Linked DNA regions of Ovis aries: region 1 is linked to region 2. A link is a contact called in public Hi-C data. All regions are on one chromosome and are shown on one strand. Each heading gives the region's core, a stretch centred on a gene start, on an enhancer-like site or on the middle of the called end of the contact. The rest is flanking DNA. Distances are from core to core; before and after follow the strand shown. Region 1 has its middle 34 kb from the start of ADGRD1. Region 2 overlaps ADGRD1 (adhesion G protein-coupled receptor D1).

What was found. A called contact is a pair of places that touch in the nucleus more often than the background predicts.
Region 1: a Hi-C map of tail adipose tissue shows a contact between it and region 2, with 4 times the contacts expected there. The contact joins two enhancer-like sites. A contact is called at or near these places in 4 of 16 Hi-C or Micro-C datasets (omental adipose tissue, skin fibroblasts and tail adipose tissue).

The regions. Positions count from the first base shown.
Region 1 is chr17:46,298,714-46,304,133 of ARS-UI_Ramb_v3.0, reverse strand. No RefSeq gene overlaps it. Among named protein-coding and RNA genes, the nearest start is that of ADGRD1, 34 kb to the right of the region's middle. Within about 2 kb of position 3,638, at least 1 of the 54 cell types and tissues checked has an H3K27ac peak or open chromatin away from gene starts, as enhancers often do.
Region 2 is chr17:46,128,151-46,133,099 of ARS-UI_Ramb_v3.0, reverse strand. The region is part of intron 15 of ADGRD1 (adhesion G protein-coupled receptor D1); the gene reads left to right. Among named protein-coding and RNA genes, the nearest start is that of TRNAW-CCA, 130 kb to the left of the region's middle. Within about 2 kb of position 1,384, at least 1 of the 54 cell types and tissues checked has an H3K27ac peak or open chromatin away from gene starts, as enhancers often do.

The DNA of each region.
Region 1 (5,420 bases), core at 2,389-4,888, 170 kb before region 2:
AGTGAGTGGATCGAACGTGATGCTTCCAGTCTTGACCTGGGAATCACCCCTCAGCAGCAGCCGTTTCCTCGAGGGCCCGCCTGCTGGCTTGAGAGAGGTCAGTTGGTTGAAGGTACCCTGGTCCTGGTCACCACACAGAGATCTGTGTGAGTATGACCACAATTTGGGGTCTGTGTGAGCTAGAAGTGGTGGGTGGGCATCGGCGATTCTGGATTTGCTTGTTCCTGAAGTTGGCATTGTCTTATCTGACACAGAACCAGGCTGTCTTTTGGGCTTCCAGGTGGCTCAGCGGTAAAGAATCCACCTGCAATGCAGGAGATCCACGTTTGATCCCTGGGTTGGGAAGATCCGCTGGAGGAGGAAATGGCAACCCACTCCAGTATATTTGCCCCTGGGAAATCCCATGGACAGAGGAGCCTGGCAGGCTACAGTCCACGGGGTTGCAAAGAGTAAACAGCAACAACAGCAAGGCTGTCTTTCCGATCAGGGGCCGAGGGGCAGGAGGAGAACCAGCTGGTGGGGCGAGGGGTCATCCACACCGCCTCCAGACTCATGTCGGTAACACCATCGCAGGGTGATTCATGTAACGAAACTGGAACCAAACCGGCCGTCAAGGGGTCACCAAGGCTCACCTCCATGCCTGCCATTTTCAGAGTGGCGGTGTGAGCTCCCCTGCCCTTTCTCCTAGTGGAATCAGGTCCTATCACTGACACTCAGAAATCAGACGCTGCTCATGGAATTCAGCAACGCCTTCACCGGCGCTTCTCTGCCAACACGCACTTCGTGGCCAAATGATGACCAGGCCAGGCTGTTTGGACTGTCGTAAATTTACAAGCCTGTGTTCCTGCCAAGGGCGTGCCGCTTGGCCTCAGCATCCCATCGAGTTGCGGGGAGGAGGGGTGGCCGGCTTGGCTGACAACAGACAAAGTATGTGTAAACATTTTTCCCCTGCTGATATCAAGCATATTAGTCAGGGGTCTTGGTGGGAAGCCAGAGACCGCCCCTGGCTCTCTTGTGCAAAAAGGAAAGTTTTGAAAAGGATGTTGAGGGTTCAGAGTCACTGGGGCGATGAAGGGTGGGGCTTGGAAAATAGAACTGACTAAGGGGGCTTGGGGAGGCTGGCTTGCAGGAAAGGCAGCAAGCCCAGGGTGTGAACCTGCAGTGGGCTTTGTTCCCCAGGATGTGGAGGCCAGGGAAGAAGACCATACTCACAGACTTCCCATGAACCTGCCGTGGTGGGGAAGTAGAGGATTTGTCCTCTTCAGGCTCCAGAGTAGGTATGATGTCACTGCCTATCACATTCATGTATAATGACAAATTCCTCCAAAACAATTAAGAAATTTTCTTTCTGAGAAATACCGTATGACATCTGTTATATGCAGAATCGAACAGAAATGATAAAATGAACTTATTTGTGAAACAGAAAGAGACTCACAGACTTAGAGAAGAAATTTATGGTTGCTGGGGTGAGTGGAGGGAAAGGATAGTTAGGCTGTTTGGGATGGATATGTACACATGGCTATATTTAAAATAGATAACCAACAAAGGGTCTTCCCAGCGGCTCAGTGGGAAAGAATATGCCTGCCAGTGCAGGAGATGCAGTTTTGATCCCTGGATAGGGCAGATCTCCTGAAGGAGGGAACGGCAACCTATTCCAGTATTCTTACCTGGAAAATCCCATGGGTGGAGGAGCCTGGTGGGCTACAGTCCAGGGGATCACAAAGAATCGGACACGACTGAACACACATACACCGCAACCAGCCAGGACCTGCTGTATAGCACAGGGAACTCTGCTCGATGTGATGTGGCAGGCTGGATGGGAAGGGAGTCTGGGGGGGAATGGGTACAGGTATATATATGGCCGAGTGGCTTTGCTGTTCACCTGAATCTATCTATTACAGCTTTGCTATACTCTCCAATATGAAATAAAAAGTTAAAAAAAAAACTCACACAAGAAATTTTTTCTTTCTTTCCCGTGGAAAAGCCTAGATAAGGGTTGGTGATGCTCTTCCATGAGGAGTTTCAGGGATGCAGGCCCTTCCAACTTGAGGCTCAGAATGCTCTGCCTTCAAGCAAAGAGCACAGACAGGAACCCCAGAAAAGCTTGGCCTGTATGGGAGCAGGGGAATGTAGGACACGCGTCTCTTCTTATCATCACAGTCACAGAACTGGTGATGTCACTCAAAGAGATGCTAGGAAACAGAAGCAAAAGGATGCAGGTGAACTGTCGATTAAACAAATATACGCAACCTAAAAGTTGAGAGTTAGGTTTTATTTGGTGGAAATGTTAGGACTCAGCCCAGGAGACAGTATCTCAGGTGACCCCAAGAGAGCTGACTTCAAGGAAGCTGGGGAGGAGCCAGACTATATACACGTTTGCAGGGAGGAGCAGGTTATCTGAACGCTAAAAGATTATTGTTAATTAAGAGAAAATTAAATCTCTCACGGGCTTCCCCAATGGGTCACTGGGCAAAGAATCTACCTGCAATGTAGGAGACACAAAAAAACTAAGATCATGGCATCTGGTCCCATTACATCATGACAAATGGATGGGGAAACAAAGGAAACAGTGACAGACTTTATTTTCTTGGGCTCCAAAGTCACTGCAGATGGTGACTGCAGCCATAAAGTTAAAAGATGCTTGCTCTTTGGAAGAAAAGCTCTGACAAACCTAGACAGCATATTAAAAAGCAGATATCACTTCGCGACAAAGGTCCATATAGTCAAAGCTGTAGTTTTTCCAGTAGTCATGTATGGATGCGAGAGTTGGACCTTCATAAAGAAGTCTGAGTACTGAAGAATTAATGCTTTTGAACTGTGGTGTTGGAGAAGACTCTTGATAGTCCCTGGGACTGCAAAAACAGCAAACCAGTCAATCCTAAAAGAAATCAACACTGAATATTCATCGGAAGGACTGATGCTGAAGCAGAAGCTCCAATACTTTGGCCACCTGATGAGAAGAGCAGACTCACTGGAAAAGACCCTGATGCTGGGAAAGATTAATGGCAAGAGGAGAAGGGGCGACAGAGGATGAGATGGCTGGATGGCATCACCGACTCAGTGGACATGAGTTTGAGCAAGCTCCAGGAGATAGTGAAGGACAGGGTAGCCTGGTGCACTGCAGTCCATAGGGCTGCAAAGAGTCGGACATGACTGAGTGACTGAACTGAACTGAAATCTCTCACATGAAGAAATTTAGTGATCTTCTATATATGGGAAGATGCAAACGTCTGGGCTTGCTGAAATCATTTCTTTCATGTGCATCTAGCTACTTGGGGCCAATCCTTCTTTCTTTATTGTTCACATACTAATTTCTTGTTTACTGTAAGAGGTGGCGAATGTAATGGTTGGCTGCCTCTCCATCCCCTCCAGCTCCTCAGTGCTTAGCAGGGAGGATGTAGCTGATGGCTTCCAAATAGCCGGCTCAGTTTTACCTGGGCTCAGAAATTTACATTTGGAAAAGGCTTGTTTACTGGTAGAGCATAAAGCAGAAAACATTTCATTTCACAATACCATTAGGCCCTGCTCAAGGGGGCCCTCAGAGAGAGGATTAAAAAAATATGACCAGTATCAGCTCCTGGATTCCCAGGTGGTGCTAGTGGTAAAGAACCTGCTTGCTAATACAAGAGACTCAAGAGACCAAGAGACTCCAGTTCGATCCCTGGGTCAGCAAGATCCCCTGGAGGAGGAAACAGCAACCCACTCCAGTATTCTTGCCTAGAGAATCCCAAGGACAGAGGAGCCTGCAGGGGCTACAGTGTCCACAAAGAGTCAGAGCAACTTAGCACATATCAGCTCCTGGGGCTTGACATGAGCATGTGGTACCCTGGGCGTTTGAAGAGAGGGGGTGGGCACCAATGCTTGTTGAGGCGCTTATCGGACATGAGACACTTTGCTAATATAATCTCAATTAATCCTTTGGAGTAAATGTTATTCCTTGCACTTTACACAAAGAACACTCACTACACAGGCTGCTGTGGTGTTTCTCAGCCAGCAGGAAGTAAGAGCTGGGACTCACACCCAGGTCGACCACTGCAAAACCTTTCCATCGTGACCCAACATAAGGATCACTGGGCTCTGGCCTTCAACCTGGAATATACCCTCCTCTTTACTGGGAGGGCTTGGAATGAAAGTCTAGATTGGAATTAAGATAAATCATAGGCAGTTAAAGTAAGCAGCAGGGGTCAGAGGTTGAATTTCCCCAGGGAGACACGATTTCAGGAAAATCCTGCAGGGGTGGAGGGATGAAGAAGGGAAAGGGGAGAGCCTGGCTCAAGTGTGGGCGGTTATCATCAAAAATTTCCCTAATTGCCAAAAAAAATGGACTGGGGGATGCCAAGAAAATAAAGCGCAAGTATACTAGGCGTTGGCTTTTTTGGCAAAGCAGATTTGTCTGAAATCACTTTCAAAAGATATAAAAGGAATTGCCTCACACAATGTGATCACTCCAGACTAGCTTTTATCTGTTTCTTCAGAAACATTGCATTTGAAGGAGCTGCATTAGCTGAAGATGGTGGATTGTCTGTTAATTGCTTTCTATTATAAATCGCAGGAACATTTAACTCCATGGGGGGAAGGCGGAATGATCGAGAAAGCTAAAAGTAGAAATGGTCTTTTTCAGAGTTGACAGTTTTGTTTTCCTAGTGAGGATGGATGTTTTCACATTCACGGAGCACCATTTTGTATCACTTAGGGTAATTACGGGAGCAGAGATTATAAAGCTGTTAGAATCTCAGATGCTTGATAGGTTGAAAGAAGCGCCTGAGGCAGGTCACTTGACCTACTGGGCAAGGTCTGTTCATCAATACTCAGTTCTAATAAAAAAAACATTCTATCTTGATCCTGGAGTGGGAGAGGGGAGACATTGCCTTGCCTCTCTTTTCTTTAAACATATATTATGGTCTTTGTCCCAAGTGGTATTCTTTTCTTTGTCAAATCCCTATTGCTAATTTGTCAATAACCTCTCTTAAAGAAATTCAAACTGGTAGCCCTGGAGCCTTATTTGGCTTGCACACATCTTTTCAGAATATTTGAATTAGTTGGCAATGTTGAAACATCAAAGACTTTTACATAAAATTTAGAATTTCCAGCTTCTCCAAAAAATCCACAAAAATCAGAAGATCTTGCAAACTTGAGCCTTCATTTCTGCCTGGCAGAAAGAACTGTATCCTCAAGGTGCCCCAGGAAAAGCTGCATAGCCTTCAAAACAGGTGCCGATTACTTTAAAAAATATATTTATTTGGCTGTGCCGAGTCAGCTGCAGCACTCGGCATCTTCAGTTGCAACACGTGGGATCTAGTTCCCTGACCAAAGATCGAACCCTGGCCCCTACATTGGGAGCTTGGAGTCTTGGCCACTGGACCACCAGGGAAGTCCCCGTATATGTTTTATTTATTTTTTATGAATTTTATGATCTTTTT
Region 2 (4,949 bases), core at 135-2,634:
CACTCTGCATTTTTTGTCATAAACATGATGGATCACCACGTGGTGGTGGGAAAGGGGATCCTCTTGGAGAAGTTCCCTCCACCCATGTCAGGGGTGAGGGGCCCTACAGGAGCCCGAGGACTCCTTGCAGGACTGAGACAAAGCCAGGGCCAATTTCTCAGGCTATGTTTGCTGTAAAGATGCCATGCTACTTGGGAAAATGCACTAAATAGCACAGAAGATGGACGTGAGCTCGGGGGCCCCATCCCCTCTCATGTCTCCCAGCCCCCTGCCCAGAGCAGGGCCGACTCTGTCACCTCAGAGACAGTCTCCGTGTCACCCTCTGTTCCTTAAACACAGAGCTGTGTGCTGTAGAAACCAGTCTGTGCTTTTGAGAGACGTATCAGCACATCCTGGCGACTGCTTCATCTCTGTCTATGTGGACCTGCCTCATTCATTTTCACCACTGGGTCCCCCTCTTCCCCCACCCTCAACCCTGGGATTTCTCTAAGCCTCTGTGGATCCATGTCAGGTGACAACAGTCTTTGGCTGCTGCAAACAATAAATATCTGTGAGCAGACACCCTTTCCGGCACTGCAAGTGCGTCAGTAGGACAAATCACCGCAGTAGACTTGCTGGGTAGAGCAGCCCAAGGTTTGAACTTCTCGTAGGTGCCTGAAGCCACCATTTATGGGGAGGTCTGCTCCGGCCTCGCCTCTGTGCAGCGAGCATCGGGGTGGCTGGTGTGTTGGCTCCGTGTCATCCCATCGTCCACGTGCCTCCCGCAACAGTTGCTCTGTGTATTTTGCAATCTCGGTCTTGAGTCCCCACCCCATCCCCACCCCCACATGTAAAGCCGGAGATCACACAGCTTCCAGTTAGCATCTTGGGAGCTGGCAGCCTCCCAGCCCTGCTGGCAGGCTCAGGGGCAGAGGCACAGACTCCCTGACTCCCACGGCCCAGCTGCCCAGGGCTATATGCAGGAGGGATCCAATCCCCAGGACCCTAGGCATGTCTGGATCCTGGGCCTTTGCTCTCAGACCCACCCGTCCCCCTGCTGGACTCAGCATCCTAGGGCTGACCAGTGCCGACTACTCCTTGGGGCCCTGGCAGGAGATGGGAGGGGTGAGGCCAAGTGCCGTCCTCTCTCCTTGAGCCTCAGGCAGCTTTCCTGGCAACAGCCTTGTCTCTGCAACCTCTGCTGGCAGCTCCTCCAGCCCGTGGCCTTGGCTTCCCCAGGTGACCTTTAACCAGGGCAGGTGGCTTCTGGCTGTGATTTAATTAATACCTGGGTAACACCATCATCCTGTGGCATCTCTGTTCTCCTTTGCAAACATTGCCCTAAATTAAATTACTCATTTTTTTTGAAAAGCTAAAGTAGTTACTGTCTTCCCAGTCACCCTCAGACTGGTACACAGCTGTATGACTGAGTGGAGATGGTTAAGACAGCCCCAGGGGCCTGGTCTGGGTAACAAGGGAGTGAAATGGCTTAGTCCTAGTCCCTGGCTGACTCTTCTGATGAGGTGACTCGCCTGAGGAAGGCAGGTCGATGACACCTTTTTAAAGACATGGACCCAAGTCTTCGTGCATCTGGTAGGGTTTCTCCCCTACCAGTGCACCCCTGTAGCCCACGATAGTACCCTTCAAGCAGCCAAGAAGCTTGGAGCTCTGGTCTCATTTCCATCACTGGAACATAGTGAAAGTCACCTGCAGGCTGGACTGCGTGCAGAAGGTGTTGCTAGTGAAACCCACAGATGATTAAGCCCAGGGACTGTTGTCAAACCTCGGCTGCCCAGCAAGCCACATGCTCCTCCTGTCCAGGGCTGAAGGAAGGCACATGGTTTAGCCAGGGTCAGAGGGGACCAGCAGAGGGGCAGGCTCCAGCAGAGCCTGGGTCCCAGCAGAAGGTAGACCAGAAGGCAAGACAGAGCAGGCCTTGCAAAGAGCCAGAGGTGGGGTGATGGAGGCAGGGGAAACTGACGGAATGCAGGGTCCAGGAGCAGTGAGGGGCTGAGAGCATCTGCAGCCGGGCTGACCCAGCGAGTGGGCTGCATGCTCTCAGATTGTCCCCACTTGTCCTTCACTCTGCTTGGCCACAGGTTCCCTTGACAACTGGCTTCCTGCCGAGCCCAGCCAATGAGAGGCAGGCATGAAGTGATACCCGTCTGCTCTCTGCTCAGATGCTCCTATGCCGCCCATGGCCCCTCCGTGGTCCCTGCTCCCGCAGTACCGCCCTCCCTCCGTGACCCCAGCTCAGGGGACAGGCCTGTTGTGTTTCCAGCTTTTCAGTGGTCTTAGCTCTGCTCACATCACCCCCCTCCTGTTGTCCTTCCCACCCTACAAGGGCAGATGTTCTTGCTGTGGCTGTTCTCTGGGGACTGTCCCCATCATCTCCTTTTCTGAGGGTTCCCATACTTTGTCCCCCACTTCCTATGTTCAGTCCCCTCTGCTGAATTCCTGGGAAGGCCTTCCTTTCCTGTGTGGACCCTCCTGAAAGAGTAAGTGAGTAAGGCGGTGAGGCAGATGCTGGCGGGACAAAGCACTGGGGGGCTTGCAGACCCAGGCAGGAACGAGGATTTCATTCTGGGCGCAAGGGTACCCAGGAGGTGGGTGAGCTCAGACCCACATCTGCTGAGTGGAGACTTGGCTGAAGATGGTGTGCAGTCGGGGAGCTGCGAGGCAGTCCAAGAAGTAGAGGAGGTTAAGACAGAGGCTCTGGAAACTGAGGATAAGGAGAGATGTATGCCTAGTGTTAGCAGAGGAGCCAACAGGACTGGGTGGGGATGAGCTTTGAGGGGAGAGAGAGGACCTGGAATGACTCTCACGTCTAGGTACCCCCTCCCGTCCCCGACAATCACCTCCAGCAAGGCCTCTGATTATTTCCATCTAAGCCTGATCAAGCGCAGAACTAGTGACCTTATTTATTCACTCATGTATTTATCAGTATCTGTTTGTGCCTTTGTTCATTATTTGCTTTCCCTACTGCAGGTTAAGCCCGAGGCTTGGCACTCAGTGGGTGCTTAATACATGCTTGCTGCCGATGGGGGTCTAGGCCATCTGGGGTCAGTCCAGTACTGCCTCGCCAGCTGTGCAGTGATGGGCAGTCACATTTCTTCAACATGAGAACCGGGATGCCACTCACAGCCTCCTCTGCTGGTTTGGTGCCTGTATACAGTAGATGCCCAATAAAGGCACTTCTGTTCTCCCCATCTTAACCATCCAGTCTGCTGTGAATGCTTCATGACCCCAGGTGAATCTGATCTTTGGTTCATCTCTTGAACATCTAGAGTTTGCCAGTCCTTGTCAGAGGCTGGGGATCTGAACAGGAGCAAGACAGACAACCCTTGTCTCCATGGACCTCACCACCAGAGTGCACCCTGCTTCCGGTTCAGGAGGTCCTTGCCTGTCCTCTCTGTCTGCTTCCGGTTGCATGTTGGGGCCAGTGTGAAGCCCACTTTCCCTCCTGTCCAACTTCACAAGGCACAGGCTGTTGGCAGCTTACGGTGGAGCCATGTTTAACACAGGTTCACTTAACACACTGGCAAACCAGTGGGCTGAACATGCGTTAAAGTTATCAAGCTCTTATATAAAAAGAGAGGGGGAGTAAGCCCTTCAGGCAAGCAGAGTCTCTCAGATTATCCCAACACCAACACACACATTCTGCTCTGTGGATCTGACAGCTGTTTTAAACAAGAAAAATCTGAAGACCCCGACTTCTGCAGGCAGGTTCCTCCTGTGGTCTGCCTCAGTGTTACTCAGACCACTGTGCTGAAGAATGATGTATGAGGTTACCTGCACAGACCATGGCTTGTAGGGGACCTGAGAGGTTTTCAAAGGTCCTTCTAATCACCTCTTATTTTCCCCTCATAGGCTTGCTTTATCATGCAAGTGCCGTTTCAAGTATGACCTTCCAATATATTAATAGCTTGCCTTATGCTCTGTATGAGCATTTTGAGACTGGCTAAGAAGGCAATGGCACCCTACTCCAGTACTCTTGCCTGGAAAATCCCATGGACTGAGGAGCCTGGTGGGCTGCAGTCCATGGGGTCGCTAAGAGTCAGACACAACTGAGCAACTTCACTTTGACTTTTCACTTTCATGCACTGGAGAAGGAAATGGCAACCCGCTCCAGTATTCTTGCCTAGAGAACCCCAGGGATGGGGGAACCTGATGGGCTGCTGTCTATGGGGTCGCACAGAGTCGGACACGACTTGAAGTGACTTAGCAGCAGCAGCAGCAACCAGGATGATAGCTCTGCTCAATGGAGGAGCCTTATCTCATTTTTAAAGTGTTCCCTATTGTGGTTGGCTTAAGGCTGGCTTTGGTGGGGTTGGTAAAAGCTGTGATGAAGAGTTGGTTGATGGTGAGTTTTGATTAATGGTAAGGTTGGTTGATGGGTTGAGTTGGTTGATAATAGAGTTGGCTGATGGTGGGGTAGATTGACAGTGGGGTTGGTTGATGGTGAGATTAGTTGATGATGGGGTTGGTTGCTGGTGAGACTGACAGATGATGTGGGGTTGGTTGATGGTGTAGAATTGGTTGATAATAAAGTTGTTGATGGTGAGGTTGATTGATGGTGAAGTTGGCTGATGGTGGGGTGGGTTGATGGTTGACTTGGTTGATAATAGGGTTGGTTGAGGGCTTCTGTTGTAACTCAGATGGTAAAAATAAATTACTGCAATGCAGGAGACCCAGGTTCGATCCCTGGGTCAGGAAGATCCCCTGGAGAAGGGAATGGCTACCCACTCCATGATTATTGCCTGGAGAATTCCATGGACAGAAGAGCCTGGTTACAAAGAATTCTTTGCATCGGGTTGCAAATAATCAGACTGAGCAACTAACACTTCCTGTTTTTCCACAGGTTGGTTGACAGTGGGGCTGCAGGGCATATGGTAGAGTACGGGGCAGCTGTGGGTATGAGGCTAGGGCTGGACTCTCATTTATCAGAAGCACTAGGCAGAGCCTGTGTG